3 separate regions of the Mus musculus genome follow, and regions 2 and 3 are each linked to region 1. The links are chromatin contacts, called in public HiChIP or PLAC-seq and Micro-C maps. All regions are on one chromosome and are shown on one strand. Each heading gives the region's core, a stretch centred on a gene start, on an enhancer-like site or on the middle of the called end of the contact. The rest is flanking DNA. Distances are from core to core; before and after follow the strand shown.

Region 1 (2,794 bases), core at 141-2,640:
ATGGAAACAAAGAGAATTTCCCTAACAGTGGAAAGATTTGGGGAAATTGATGGAAAGTAGGGAGAGAAGTCAGACATGGCTGTGGGTAACCTGGCCTGGGAACGTGATCCTGTAGTATTTAGAACATGGGTACGGATAGATAAATGCTACTTTGAATGACACCTGAAAGAGCCTGGGTGAGGCTGGAAACGTGACTGGTACCCACAGATATTTGGATAGCAGTTATATTAAGGTTTACCCTGCTTGGAGAAGCAGCCACAGATGGCACTGGATAGCCAATTCTGGTGCCACCGGTTTGTAATCCCAGCTGTTTGGAAGGCTGAGGCAGGAGAATGTTGAATTTAAGGTCTGTTTGGGCTAAACTGAGTTTAAGACCAGCCTGGTTGGACGCTGTCTCAAAAGTGAAAAACAAACAAACAAACAAACAAACAAACGAAGGTGCTGGTAGAGAGGGTTGTGAATGGGATGCAGCTCATTGGCAGGGGCCTTAGGTTTAGTCCGCCTACACACACAAATCACACTGGCTAAATCGTCTTTATCCTCAGTCCTATAGAGGAAGCCTTCTCAGATGTTCAGATTCCCACAACTTCCTAATGTCCCAGAAAGCTGGGTACATTTCACGAGGACAAAAACTTTTTTCTTTAATGTCTTCCCAGTCCTTGAAAAATTAGTGCCGGAAACCTGAAGAATTTCTGGGGTTCGGGGTATCAGCAACCCCAGACCCTTTGTGATTCTGTGAACCCCAGTAGAGGACAAGGACTAAAGACAAGTTTCTCTGAGCCCAGTAGGTTAGACCAGCCAGACATCAGCCATGGGCCTTCAATGTCACAGGTGGTGAGATTGTTCGCTTTTGGTAGAGGCCTCCAAATTCCTTCCCGGTATTTCCAACTTAATAGGAGGCAGTGAAAGTCATGGGCAAACAGGCTGGAGTGAGGAAGGGGGCCTGCCAATGAGTCATTTGGTCCTGGCCATTGCTTTCACTTCTGGGATATTCCAGCATCTCTCTGGGCTGTTACTTAAGCATAAGGATTATCAATCATTTGCTTCCCTAGTTCTGCCAGCAGGGTCGCCAGGAGCGCGATGCAGACCTGCCAGCCGCAGGGGGCCTTATCCATTCATCCATTTACCCACTCACCCACCCTTTCACCCACCTACCCATCCACCCACCCTCCGCCAAGCCCTTCCTCCTGCTTAGCTCAGTTTGGCTCTCCAGGCCTGCGGCGGCGCGTGGGCTTGCCAGCGCGGGGGACAGGGCCTGTGCTCCCGAGGGGTTGCGGGGTCGGGAGGCCGGGGACACCCAGGGGTGTGGCGGCGGCGAAGCCGAGCCCGTCCGAGCCGGCACCTTCGGGCGTCCCTGTCCCACGTGACTGTCGCCTCCTCCCTCCTCCCAGTCGCGCGCGCACGGGCCAGGCGTCTCGACTCCCGCGCGCGCTCGACTGGTCCCAGTCCCCGGGAGGAGAAGCGGAGGAGGGAACGAGCGAGGCGGCCCGGGGGAGCGGGCGCGAGCGGCGGCTGCCGGGGCCGCCTGTGCACCGCGGCGAGGGTGGCGGTGGCCTGAGCAGCGCGAGTGTGATGAGGCTGCCCTGCCTCGCAGCTCCGCTCGCAGCCAGCTGACAGCGCCTGCCCTCAGCACACCCGGAGGGGAGCCGCGGGGCCGTGACCTTGGCCGAGGAGGTAACCGGAGGGAGCGGAAGGGGAGGAGGCGGCGCCACCTGGAGTCCCCGGGACCCCTGGTCCCGCACCCGGTCCTCGCCCTGCGACGACGGGAGTCACGGTCCCCAATGAGTGGCGCGCCCGGCCGGCCGGGCTGGGGCGCTGCGCACGCCGCGGTCCACGGTGCTGAAACTGCTGCCCGGTGTGGCCAGTGCCTGGATGAGGGGCAAGGCTGCCTGCCATTTGCTGCCTCCGAGAGCAAGGGCCGAGCAGGATGAGCTGGGACCCAGATTTCTCTGCTCTTCTGGCTGATTGTTCCAGGCTTGTGCAGTTAGCTTGCTCTCGGAGGTGAGCCAGGTGATTGCTCAAGGCTTGACTTCCCATCAGCCTTGGGTTGCTTGGACCTAATTTGGAAGCTTTCTTCCAAAGATTAGTCAGGATCAGGTCCAGACTTAGCGCACCGAGGTGGGAGCACAGAGGAGCCATGGGCTGGCAGTGAAAGCAGGTGAAAGTGGAAAAGCCTATGTATGCCCAGGCTGTGTGGGGAGCCCAAGAAATGGAGAACAAACATGTGCCTGAAAAGAACACTTGTGGGGAAGGGGCCTCTGTCGCGCCTGCCATGGGAAACTAGCTGGCTACTAGGAGAAAGTGGGCTGCAGCGGGTGTTGGCTTTCTGCCCTTTGGGGAGAACCGCATCAAGTGGAGCAGCAAGTATCCAGGGAGAACAGTGGGTATTAGGGAAGTGCCAACCATGGGGTTTTTAAGTAAGTACCTAATACTTTTAAAAAGAGAGTATTCACAAAATGAAGTCCACAAAAACCTTAGCTAGCTGACTATTTCGAACTGGAAGGTTGTCTGTTGAGATTTCCTGGGGCTACTACAGATGTAAACTTCTGCCTTTGTATTTCTTTAAAAAAGAAAAACTCCATGTCTGGTGTTCTCCTCATCCCAGAAATGAAAGAATTCTTCCCGTGGTTTGGGTACTGTGAACATGAAGGTGTGTGTGTGTGTGTGTGTGTGTGTGTGTGTGTGTGTGTGTGTTGGCGGATGTCTGTTCCCCCCAGGACTACCAGGCTCTCACTAGAGGCTCTCTAATTCTTTGCAGGGCAGATTGATCATCCTTGTATCTGAGCTACCAAGT
Region 2 (2,904 bases), core at 13-2,512, 360 kb after region 1:
GCTAGCTAAATTTAATATTTGTTTTAAAATTGACGTGGGAGTAAAATTGCATTGCCATGTCTGGGGGTCGGAGGACAACTTGTAAGACCTGGTTCTCCTCCCTCCATGTGGATCCCAGGGGTGGAACTCAGACTATCAGGGTTGGCAGTCACCACCTTTACCCACTGAGCCATCCCATCAACTTGTTCATGAATCTTTAAATGTCACATTAAAAACCATGTCACAGGAAGAAAGAGGTGTGAGAGGGGAGAGAGAGACCAGTGCAAACAAAGGAAAGAATCTGTTGTTCTTCTGTTCGCTTTGTTTGGTTAGAGACTGTCTCATGAGGTCTCTGAGACTGGTGTTAGACACAAGGGCATACAGACCTGATTTTTTTGTGCATAGGTACGTGTGTGTGTGTGTGTGTGTGTGTGTGTGTGTGTGTGTGTACTGTATATGCAGAGTGTATAGAGACTGGTTGTGTTCCTTGGGTGTGCATGTGGATGCCAGAGCTCTGTGTTGGGTTTCTTCCTCTATACCACTATGCCTTATTGTCCTGAGACAGGGTTTCTCACAGAAACAGAAATGTGCAGTTTGAGCTAAGCTGGCTGGCCAGTGAACTTTTGGGATCCCATCTCCACCCACAGTGCTGGTGCTACAAGCACACTATAGACATAGGCCACTTTTATGAGTAGCTGGGGCCAGATCTGCATGTTTGAGCATGTGTGATTTTACCCATTGAGCACCTCCACAAAATCTCCAGGGAAATTCTTATTTTTTTAAAAAGGAGCTATATCCTTCTTTACAATTAAAATAGTAATTTCTGTATATATTTTTTTAAGCTCTCAAAATTTTAAGGTTTAACCTGTATGTCCATTAAACACAGACTGTATTTGAATCTGAAAGCAGACATAAGAAGCAATGACAGACTGAAATACTTTACTTTCCAGGAAGGTCTTCAAAACTGCTCCTTTCTTTTCATACATAGACCGAAAAGAGTGAAGGTGAAGCTGGCAGTGAGCAGACAGAAACACAGAAAGAAGTAAAAGACACACACACACTGCAGAGTCCCTCTCATTTGAATGGAATCAATGGAGCTTGGAGCTAGGAAATGACCCTATGGATATAACTAAGGTTGCTTTTCTCAAGAAACTTGGCAGCTTTAGAGCACTGGATCAAGTCCAAGTAACCTCATTAAAGATTCCCTGTGTATGCATGAGGGCTAGAAATAGAAGCAAGCTCAAAGAGAACCGAGAAAGCCTGTTTGCCTTTTAAGGTTTCTTGGGATTTCAGTGTGGCACTGTAGTAGAAGGTTCCATCCCTAATCTGACCTCAATTCTCCACATGTCAGAGACCCCCAGTTGTTCAGCAGCAGGATTAACAGCCAGTGAAAGGAAGAGAGGAAAGCTATGGATGAATGCTTGAGGGGTTGACCGACAGAAAGCCTGGAGCTCAGCGTGCAGTTCCCCAGTTTCCTGTCACCTGTGTGGTCACCTCACCCAGACAAGTGGGCAAACACTAAAGAAAACCAGAAACAATATGGGAATCTAAGCTTGGTTATATTAAACAAATTTACACTTATAAGAGAAAGCTGCGAAAAGACAGTTTTCTGTTGAATAACCCAAGACAACTGCTTTCTCTACCTTCCCTCTAAGTTCCAAAATGATTGAATCAAAATGTTTTAAATAAAACATGAGCGCTACAGTTTACTTTAAAAATGCTAATTAGTGGCACAGAATAGATTTTATTCATTAAGATATTAGAAGACTAAAGGCTGAAAATAAACTAGTTCTTCATCATTGGTGGCAGATTGTATTAGTCACTGCTTAATTTCTGAGGTCATAGTTTAAGGAATTAAACAGTTGAGCCTTCATTTGAGGAGGTAAGTTTGAATGATAAAAAGTTTTATTACTTATCAAATACTGTTGTAGTTGTTAAAGAAAACTTACTCATGAAACAAATAGTAGAAAATAGAGGAAGACAGAGGAGGAAAGGAAGGGAGGGAGGGGTGTGTGAGGAAAAGAATAGTGGATGTAAGAAAAAGGATGGATGAAAGGGGCTTCAGAGATGGCTCAGTGACAAGAACACTGGCTTCTCTTTCAGAGGACCTGGGCTTGATTCCCCATACACATATAGAGGTTCACAACCATTTCTAACTCTACTTCTAGTTCCAAGGAGCCTGATGCCCTCCTCTGGCACCTGGTATGCATGAGGTGCACAGACACACATGCAGACAAAATTCACAGTCACATAAAATTCAATTAAGAATAAAAAAAATTTACATTAGTCTACCAAAAGAACAAGTATTTTAGTTGGTTTTTAAGTAAAACAAAGTAAGTCAGTTTAAACAGATGATGGCAAGCTAGGTGTGGTAGCACACACCTTTAATTCTAGCTCTCCAGAGGCAGAGGCAGAGGCAGGCAGATGTCTGTGAGTCTGAGGCTAGCCTGGTCTAATTGGAGAGTTTTAGGCCAGGCTGGGTTACATAGCGAGACCTGGACTCAAAAACTAATTAAATAACTAAACGTATGAAATGGTGGACCAACGTGTGCTAGGCAAATATAATACAAGAAGAAAACTAAATTAGCAGTTATAATATTGATCAAATGAAAGATAGTAAATGTAAAGTCATTTGCCTAGTGAAAAATAACAATCCATTGAAATATTTTATAGTAAAGATATATAATATTAAAATTGTTTGAAATATAATAAAACAGTTACAGAAAGATAATGAAAACATTGGGCTTTAACACATCTCTCTCAAGCCAGACTAGCAAAACCCAAAGGAGGGAAAATTCTATCATTCTTGAGAGAAGAGTTTTATGTATGAAAATGTGGCAATATTATAAAATTCAAACTGTGCTATTTTCCACAGACTCCAAATATGTGTGAAGGAAAAACCTTTATTGGGTCATTGTACATATA
Region 3 (2,700 bases), core at 175-2,674, 460 kb after region 1:
AGGGACACGGGTGGATCCCCAAAGCCTGCTGGCAGCCAGCCTAACCAAACTCCAGGTTCCGTGAGAGGGACTGTCTTAAAAATTAAGGCAGACAGCATATATGGGAGATAGAGCATATGTGGGAGATAGAGCATATATGGGAGATAGAGCATATATGGGAGATAGAGCATATATGGGAGATAGAGCATATATGGGAGATAGAGCATATCTGGGAGATAGAGCATATCTGGGAGATAGAGCATATCTGGGAGATAGAGCATATCTGGGAGATAGAGCATATATGGGAGATAGAGCATATATGGGAGATAGAGCATATATGGGAGATACTTAGCATTGATGTATGCCTTCTGCTCCCTCCCTGCCTCTGCTTGGCCAGAGAACTTGTTTGCTTACAGACAATTCCTCTAGGCTCCTCCCAATAGTGAGTGACCTAGCAATGGCTTGCATCATCACCTGCCACCATTAACTGCCAGGGTGTGGCAGCCTATAAAGAGGAGTGTTTGCTACCCCAGCCCCCTCTGCCCTCTCCCCTCTCCCCTGTCCCTTCTCTTTCTCTCACCTCTCCCCTGTCATCCTCTCTCCTGTTCCCAGTATTTCTGACCACCCTCTCTTTCTCTGCTCTCCCTTTCTCTGCCTGTAACCCTTTTTCAGGTCTCCTCCCACTCCCCAAATGTCCTTACATCAGGTCTGCCTGTCACATGGTGTGATTTCTCAGGGGGACACCTTGTTGTGGGCCCACCCGGTACTCCTTCACTCCTGTGGTCACAGCATTAATGTTTCATAACAATCCACAATGTAGCAAGGCAAGGAGTGTTACAACTGTGAAACCTCCACTTCATTTAGTAACTAGAAGCGGGAGAAATCCTGGCACCACCCCTGCCTTTCACTCGGTGTCTGTTCCTCTGTGTGATCCTACACAGGCATAGTAGTCATGAAGGCAAGCCTGTCCGGCTGACCTAGCTCATCCCACGTTGGAGCTGAAAGCACCAAGATAAGTCATCACTGTAGACAGACAGTTATCCTGGATTCCAGGAAGAGTGGAACTTTGGAGGACTCACCATCTCCTACATCAGGACAATTCTCCATGCATGGGAGGCAGCGCCCTGTAACAAGAGTCACTATTGTGTAGAGAGGAGAATGAGTCCTTCTATTGAGTAAAGGCATGACAAAGTCTCCTTAGGACCACCTCCTCACAGAGCCAGATCTAAGACCACCCAGGCACATCCTGAGCGGGCCTGTTTAATTATGTTTAATCAATGCTTGCCTCTCATCCAGATTCTTCTGTTTAAACTTATCTTGAACTTGAACTTGAACTTGAAGATGAACTTACCTTGAAAACCTTTATCTGTAGCTGCATTGAATTCCTGGGAGGCCTGTTAGGACTGCTAATGCCTGGGCTTTTCCCTAAACTGTAAGACACTACTACTTCCTTATTCACACTTAAAGGAACTGAAGAGCCTCAGAGAAGCGGGAGTGGTTGGACAGTGTTGGGGAACCAGCACTGTTTCTTCTCCAGTCTCTGATCCCAGCTTTCTCATTCCACTGCAAGCTGTTCTACTATGGTCGCCTGTTATCTATTTATTGAATTATCTGGAATACAATTCTTTTAAAATGATATACAGAGGCTCGGAAGATGGCTTGGTGATTAAGAACTATGGTTACTCTTCCAGATGAACCAACTACAATTAGAATTCCAGCCAGCTCCAGGGAATCTGGAAATCAGTGAACACACCCATTCTCTCTCTCTTTCTCTTTCTCTCTCTCTCTCTCTCTCTCTCTCTCACACACACACACACACACACACACACACCAGAGATAATTAAAGCAAATAATAAACTAATCTTTAAAAACAGAAGTATATATAAGAACCCCCTCCAACACACACACACACACACACACACACACACACACACACACACACACACACACATACACGCACACACACATTTTGGAAATGAAACTCATTCCCTATTTCTGTGCTTTTTAAAAAAATCTATACATTTTTCAGAGCACGTGGCCAGATTTTGATCAATATCTACAGGTTTATTCTTTCCCCTCTATATATGGGTTTCATGTTTTTAAAACTTTCTTCTCCTAAATATATGTTATATGTCATCACCAAATGTTGCTGTGTCTCTAATTTGCTCAGCAACCGTCTTTGCTGGGAACGATGTCTTTAGCAGACTCTGTGTCTTTCTCCCCCTCAAGCTCAGGTGTGGAACAGCAGCTCATTCTCCCCTGACTTAATTGAATTGGCACCAGTTTCCCCAGAGACCACATTAACAGCACGCATCACTTTCTGGTACCCGGGTCCTGGTCATCAATCATAGGTTTCAATGTCTGCAGACAGGCGGAGCCAAAACCCCTGTTCAAAGGTGCAGAGCGCCAACTCCACACAGCAGGCCTCAGCTCTCCAGGACGGGCTGTGTGCTGTTTAGACGCTGTGGAATCTTGTCCTCCAGCCATGGTGGAGCCAACACCCTTCCCCCTCAAGGTCTGAGAACCTGTGCTTCCAGCAGTGTGCAGCCCTCCTGCAGAGTCAGCCTTGCGGGAAAGGCTTCCGCTTGGAAGGAGACAGGCCTGGAGCCTGCCTGCTGAGCTTGGGATTGATGGGACTGCAGCCCAAAGCCAAGATGAGTCTTTTACAGATTCATGGGGGGCGGGGTGGGGGTGGGGGCGGGTGTGTGGGTAGAGAATAAG

Evidence for each region. A called contact is a pair of places that touch in the nucleus more often than the background predicts. HiChIP or PLAC-seq counts read pairs in DNA pulled down with a chosen protein or histone mark.
Region 2: a contact with region 1 is called in an H3K27ac HiChIP or PLAC-seq map of neural progenitor cells, with 5 times the contacts expected there. The contact joins the enhancer-like site here to the promoter of Rgs7 in region 1. A contact is called at or near these places in 6 of 39 promoter capture datasets (cranial neural crest, frontonasal cranial neural crest, liver and 3 more), 5 of 484 Hi-C or Micro-C datasets (the HL-1 cell line, the N1E-115 cell line, cerebellar granule neurons and 1 more), 5 of 115 datasets of contacts at active chromatin or transcription factors (astrocytes, craniofacial prominence, neural progenitor cells and 2 more) and 2 of 9 other capture datasets (adipose tissue and pancreatic islet).
Region 3: a contact with region 1 is called in a Micro-C map of embryonic stem cells, with 5 times the contacts expected there. The contact joins the enhancer-like site here to the promoter of Rgs7 in region 1. A contact is called at or near these places in 8 of 39 promoter capture datasets (the HPC-7 cell line, cranial neural crest, embryonic stem cells and 3 more), 2 of 484 Hi-C or Micro-C datasets (cortical neurons and embryonic stem cells) and 1 of 115 datasets of contacts at active chromatin or transcription factors (embryonic forebrain).

Annotation. Positions count from the first base shown.
Region 1 is chr1:175,491,141-175,493,934 of GRCm38.p6, reverse strand. It overlaps Rgs7 (regulator of G protein signaling 7), which reads left to right and starts at 1,390. Exons shown (of 18, transcript NM_001347195.1): 1 at 1,390-1,674; 2 at 2,759-2,794.
Region 2 is chr1:175,127,054-175,129,957 of GRCm38.p6, reverse strand. All of the region lies in intron 6 of Rgs7 (regulator of G protein signaling 7), which reads left to right. Among named protein-coding and RNA genes, the nearest start is that of Grem2, 210 kb to the right of the region's middle. Within about 2 kb of position 1,262, at least 37 of the 459 cell types and tissues checked have an H3K27ac peak or open chromatin away from gene starts, as enhancers often do. A contact at or near this core is called in astrocytes, cerebellar granule neurons, cerebellum and 3 more, where this site is marked.
Region 3 is chr1:175,028,670-175,031,369 of GRCm38.p6, reverse strand. No RefSeq gene overlaps it. Among named protein-coding and RNA genes, the nearest start is that of Grem2, 110 kb to the right of the region's middle. Within about 2 kb of position 1,424, at least 45 of the 459 cell types and tissues checked have an H3K27ac peak or open chromatin away from gene starts, as enhancers often do. A contact at or near this core is called in embryonic stem cells and trophoblast stem cells, where this site is marked.